Regions from separate parts of the Sus scrofa genome. Here region 2 is linked to region 1. The links are chromatin contacts, called in public Hi-C maps. All regions are on one chromosome and are shown on one strand. Each heading gives the region's core, a stretch centred on a gene start, on an enhancer-like site or on the middle of the called end of the contact. The rest is flanking DNA. Distances are from core to core; before and after follow the strand shown. Region 1 overlaps ENOX2 (ecto-NOX disulfide-thiol exchanger 2). Region 2 holds the start of ENOX2 (ecto-NOX disulfide-thiol exchanger 2).

What was found. Hi-C and Micro-C count contacts between places; a contact is called where the count stands out from the background.
Region 2: a Hi-C map of skeletal muscle shows a contact between it and region 1, with 5 times the contacts expected there. The contact joins the promoter of ENOX2 here to the enhancer-like site in region 1. A contact is called at or near these places in 4 of 47 Hi-C or Micro-C datasets (fibroblasts, psoas muscle and skeletal muscle) and 2 of 2 datasets of contacts at active chromatin or transcription factors (alveolar macrophages and skeletal muscle).

The regions. Positions count from the first base shown.
Region 1 is chrX:107,245,248-107,248,250 of Sscrofa11.1, forward strand. All of the region lies in intron 3 of ENOX2 (ecto-NOX disulfide-thiol exchanger 2), which reads right to left. Among named protein-coding and RNA genes, the nearest start is that of ENOX2, 120 kb to the right of the region's middle. Within about 2 kb of position 1,449, at least 1 of the 83 cell types and tissues checked has an H3K27ac peak or open chromatin away from gene starts, as enhancers often do. A contact at or near this core is called in skeletal muscle, where this site is marked.
Region 2 is chrX:107,366,933-107,369,935 of Sscrofa11.1, forward strand. ENOX2 (ecto-NOX disulfide-thiol exchanger 2) reads right to left here and starts at 1,512. Exons shown (of 15, transcript XM_021080170.1): 1 at 1,436-1,512; 2 at 265-324. It overlaps ARHGAP36 (rho GTPase-activating protein 36), which reads left to right and starts at 1,620. Exons shown (of 13, transcript XM_021080173.1): 1 at 1,620-1,892; 2 at 2,561-2,677. The coding sequence starts at 2,647.

The sequences.
Region 1 (3,003 bases), core at 199-2,698:
CAGAGGAGGAATTATCCTTGGTGGGGAAGGAAATGATTACAAAAGGGCATCAGGGTCTTCTGGGGTACCAGAAATGCTTTGTGCCTTGTCTTGGGTGCCGGTTACATAAGTGTGCTATTTGTGAAAGTTCATTGGTATAGACGTAAGATTTTTCCCTTTTGTGCATTTCAATAAAATGCTTTTTTTAAAAAACTAACAAGCTAAAAAACAGATTTGGAAGACCCTACGCTTTAGTGGAAAGAATACTGTTATAAGGAGTCCTGAGCTCCAGCTCCATTTTTTGCCGAAACTAGTTTGAGACTCTGAGCAAGTCACTTGGGTTGAATCATAGTTGACTCACCTGTAAAGGTGGGGATAATTATATTCTGCTGAAAGAAAGAGAACCGGGCCCAATGATTTTCATATCTTTTTCATTTCTAGGCTTTATGGCTCTTTAAGCCATAATGGTCAGCATGATTTACCTTCATTAAGTTTCTTTTATCTATCCTTTCTTTTCTATCCCTACTCCCATAACACTGATTCAGGACCAGATGTCACTTCCCTGGGATAATTTCAGAAGTCTTCAAACTTGTCTCTCCAGTTCTGCCCCTTTACAATCCATAATAAAAACATTTTGGCTAGGATATATTTGGAAAGTATAGCTCAGATCACGCCACTGCCTTCTTCGGAAACCTTAGAAATCAGTGAGGCATGATGCAAAATGCACAGGACCCATGACTGGAAACCCTGGGTTTGAATAGTTTACTGGCTGTCTAATCTTGGGCAGGACATCGAGTCTCTGAATCTGCATTACCTCATCTGTGAAATGAGAGTAGTAATGAGACCTTCCTCCATTACTACATGTTCCACATACATAGAAACAGACTTTTAGCTACTGATGTGTCAAGTCTCAAGTCACACTTAACATCATTTGCTAGGGGCCCCGAGTAAAGGCAGAGAATCAAGTTCCTTAGCTACCTTTACTTGACTCCAATCGAGAGAGAACGTTCTGGGCAGTCAGAGCTTCAACACAACGCTCTCCAACTGACTGGCTGTTTGACAGGAGAACGAGAAGTGAAAGGCACCTCCCTCTTTGCAGGCTATGTCACGAAGAGACTGTTATCTCATAGCAAAGGGCAACAGTCTTAATTGATGGGAATCCCAGCCTGGAAGACATGTATACATCTCTGTACAAACCTAATGTTGGAAAGAACTGTTTGACAGAGGCCTGGTACAAAATCTAAAGAAGCTAAAATCTTGTGGTTACCCAGCTGAGATAATTTAGGATGCATTAGTAAATGTTTCTCAGGGTGTTCAGCCTAGAGCACGGTAATCATGGAAAGGAAAAAAAAAAAAAAAAGGCCAGGTTAGAAAACAGCTTGCCAGTGGAACCACTATATTTGTATGGGATGATATTTAAATTAGCATCTGAAAACAGTACGTAGTTATGACTCATTGCCTGCTCAGACTTTATGCCAAGTTCTAAAGCAAATTTAGCACTTGGCGTTCATTTCAGAGGGAAAGCCTGGTTCCTATGGCTTGTTACACAAGTCTTCTAAAATCCTTTATCTTGCCAGATATAAAGGCCACTCATGCTGAGGATGCCCACACTAGATGACTCGCATGATCCCCAGGAACTGATTTTGGGGAAAGAAAACACATTCTTAACTTGACCTCTCTTCTTCCCAGGGAACTCAACCAAGGATCCTCTGAAATTTCACCTCCTTCCCTCCAAAACTTCCTTGATTGACCAGAGGAATGAAGTGGTCTTCATTAACCTCATTCTAATCTAAAATTCCATGGAAATACCTTTACTCTTCATCTAATTATGCACTTGCACTCAATTTCTTCCTGGCTAAGTGCCCAGCACATAATAGCCACTTAGTAAATATTTGCTCTTATTTACTGAGTATTCACTATAAGCAGTCACTCTTTGATAGCACTCAGCATAATTGCAAATAATTATTTGTGTAATTATTTGCTTAATGACTGTCTTCTTTGCTAGACTGTGAGCATCACAAGGCCAGGATGGAGTTTGTGTTATTTATAGCCATACTCTTAAAGCCTACTGCAATGCTTCATACTTAAGACTAAATAAATATTCACTGAACAAAAGGACACCATGTATTAAGCACTGTTTATCCATTTTCTCATTTAATCCCCAAATAACCTGTACATTGGTATTGTTATTCCTATTTTATAGGTGAGGAAACTGAGGCTCAGAGAGTTACAATAACTTGTCTAAGGTCAGAGCCAGGATACTGAGCACATGCCCTTGAGGCAGGGATGTGTCCTGCCTCCCTCTTTTAAGTCCTCTTCTACTATATAACAGCTGTAGGCTGGAAGGTTTCATAAGTTTTCTAAGGCTCAGTTTTCTTATCTATAAACAAAGGGGAAAATGGTATCTATTTTATAGATTTGTTATGAAGTTTGCTTGAGTTTATATATGTAAAATACCTGGTTATAGTGGTTGGCATACGATCAATATTTAATAAAAGCTACTGCTCCTGTATTGTTATTGAATCAAGTAAGCAGAAGAAAGAGACTGTAGCTAGGGAATGCCACTTGCTGAGACCTGTCTGCCCTGCAAAACAGCACATTCCATTTGAGCAGCTGGACATCTCTCTCTCTCTCTCTCTCTTTCTCTCTTTCTCTCTCTTTCCCCCTCTATTCCCCTTTCTCTCTTTTGGCCATGCCCGCCGCAGGCAGAAGTTCAGGGGCCAGGGATGGAACCCACACCACAGCAATGGCCCAAGCCACAGCAGTGACAGTGCTGGATCTTTAACTGCTAGGCCACCAGGGAACTCCTGGACACATCTCTAATGGCTTTATGTGCCACTCTCATCAACCCTCACTCACCACATTCCGTAAAATAGCTTGCATGTCATAGTTGCTCTCGCTTAAAATTCAAATGTAGAAGGAACAAGATATTTTAAAATTAGTTCTATTACACAAGCAATTGCTCAATGTGAAATCCTACAACCTGCATGGCTTAAATTGAGTGGCTCACATTATCAAGGAAAT
Region 2 (3,003 bases), core at 262-2,761, 120 kb after region 1:
GACTCTTAAGATAATGCAACAAAGTGCTTGTTAGACAGCACCTAGAACACTCTGTGGGCTCAAGAAATAGCAACATTATGGTTGCCCAATGAAATGACTACAATTCAGGTAATATGATGCACTAGGCAGCAAATGCATTTTTTAAGAAAATAAATCTATATCACTAGGCTTTAAAAATGACCACTCTAGAGTGTAGCTAAGAATAGCCACAAACAAAACAGTCTATAAAACAAAGCCCTTCTTGGGTTTAAATTAAACTCACACCTGGAACATACCACCATACTCCTTTGTGTTCTCCAAGAATTGATCTCAAATCAGGTTCCCCTAGGATGAAAAAACAAAAATCACCTAATCTTAATTTTTTGCTTTTAATTTGATACAGAATACTATCCAAACTATGTGGATGCCTTAAAGTGTCCTATTACTATGACCCCAAGCTTGTCAACACGATTTCTTTCCCAATCTATCCCTGCTGACACGTTTTACTCTAGTCAGGGAAGCCCACCTATTATACAAGTGCTTCCTCTTCTATAGACCCTTCTCCAATTTCAACCCCGATATTAGGAAGCAGTTTCTCCTCCCCCGCCCCCCCCCCCACTCCCGCCTGCCTGCCGCCTTTGCCCATTTTAAATCCTCTTTACTCCTTTGGAGCCCAAATTAAAATACAACTTCTTCCCAAAGCCTATCAGGATAGGTCTGGAAACTAGATGAGAGTTTCAAGCCTTCAGCACTTCCAGGATTAGGCTTGACCTTCCATTGATCAACCACCAACCCCATCAGTATCCCCTTCCACTAACCCCTCGGCACTTTTTACACGCGTTTGTAATAACAAAATACAGTCTCGTTTTGCACAGTCTACTTTATTCTGTAGTTGGTGTGCCCCCTAAATGTTTGTCAACATGAATGCTTGCTGGAAAGCCCTAAAGCGCTTGGTTTTTAAAAAAGGTCTAACTTGCTTTTTATTCTCACCAGAACACTGCACTGAACCTTAAACACATATTTCTCAAAAGTGAGATGTCTTCCCTCCTCTGCTCCCCATCCCTTCTGGAAATTGAGGGGAAACCCTTTCCGCTCCAAAGACTTGGTCAGGGAAGGGGAAGTGGCTGCAGGGGCCGATAAAGAGATGGCAACGATCTTGACCTCATTATCAAAGAGGCAGAAAGTGAAAACTTGACATAAAGTCATGCCCGGGACTGGCAAGGCATTCCCAGGCCCCCAAAGGAACTACCGGCCCGACACCCCCTCCCCCGTGGAGGCGGAGCTGGGCGGAGTCAGAGCTGAGGCCTGCGGCCCCGGAAGCTCCCTCCTCCCTAGGCCCCCACAGTCCCACAGTCCCACAGTCCCCAGCCTCAGCCGCTCAGGCTTTCTGCCTCTCTGACCTCCAGGTCCCCGGCTACTGAAGCGCTACTCCTTATAGAACCGCGGAAAATCGGACCGGTGCAGCAGCTTCCGGGCGGGCGGTGCCCTCGCGGCGCCCCACGCCGGGCGCCCGTCTTCTGAACTCCCACCTGGCGCTGCCGGCTTGGGCCCGGCGCCCAGGCCCAGGCTCGACTCTCACCGACGCCGCAACCGCTGCGGCGTCTCCTATTGGCTACTTGTTTCCAGGGAAGCCGGAGGCCCGAGCCCTTGTCCTCATGGGAAATGTAGTTTGCGGTCGCTAGAAGCTGTTCTTCCTGCGGGGCGGGGACGGAGGGCGGAATCCAATATTGACATTGGCGGAGAGACGCAAGTCAAGACGGAGGATTATGGGAGATGGAGTCGAGACATTTCTTTTTATATACCCACAATTCCTTCTCTTCTCCCCTCCTTCCGGCCCCCGAAGCTTCTCCACCACGCCCCGCCAGCCGCCTTTTCCCCGTTCTTATTGTCCCCAGAGTTTCGGCTTGAGGAGGGTATTCTGGATGTTGTAGTTTGGATTATGCAGTTTTACAGACTCTCCCTACCTGGGGTATGGGTTGTGCTTGTGGGATCAGATGGAAGTTCTAGATTGATTGTACTGTTGGTTAAGCTGGAGGGGAACACTTTATATCGTGATTTGAAATTCTCGTTGGGTTTTGATTCAGTAGCTTTTTAAAAAATGTTATTTATGCCCTGATAAGCTTAGAATTTTAACTGGTACTTTAAAATTGTCGAGGTATATTCTGTGTGAACCATCTGCATTAGAACCACTTTAAAGTTTCTGGAAAATGTATACTTTATAACTAGGAACCATCTTTTTAACTTCGAAATGGTCCCACAACAGGCATAGAAATGCGATTGAAGTCAGCCCAGAAGAAACCTCTTTAACCCATAATGAACCCACTTTGTTACTGTGAAGAACAGTGAGCACAATCATTGGTGTAATACAACAGTTTAGAAAAGATAGACAACTTGAATAATAAGAAATAACTATATTTCTTTAATAAACTATCTTTTTAATTAAAAAGATATGTTTAAAGAGGTGGATAGAGCAATATGTGAGGACACCTGAACACTTTCAAGTGATTAAAAATTTGAAGAAAATAGTTGTTTATTAGGGCAAATTTTACTCCTAACTTTTGACTTTTCTTTTCTTTGTTAGAGATGAATCCTTATAGCTGAATGGATCGTTACAGTTGGGTTACTACAGTTTTACTGATAAGGACAACTTTTTGACTCACAAATGGAATGAAGGGAAAGAAAGAGGAATTGCATTTTGGTAAGGTAATTGCCTAAAATTTTAAAAAGTGACATTACAGGAATAAGATGGATTCAATAATTTATTCAGCAATCTGCTTTGTGCAAGGCACTGGGTTAGGCACAATTGCTACAGAATTGGAAAGTAATCCTTCCTCTCAAGTAGCTCACAATCTAAGAAGGGAGAGAGGCTATACAACATGCAAAGTGCTCTAAAAAATTCTCTGTAAGGTTCTGTAGGACCATAGAAGAGGAAGAACTCATCCCACTTCTGGGGAAAGTAATACTTGAATGATGAGCTTTGAGGAACCAGTGAGATATTTGTCAGATTTGGGGCAGGGAGGTTAA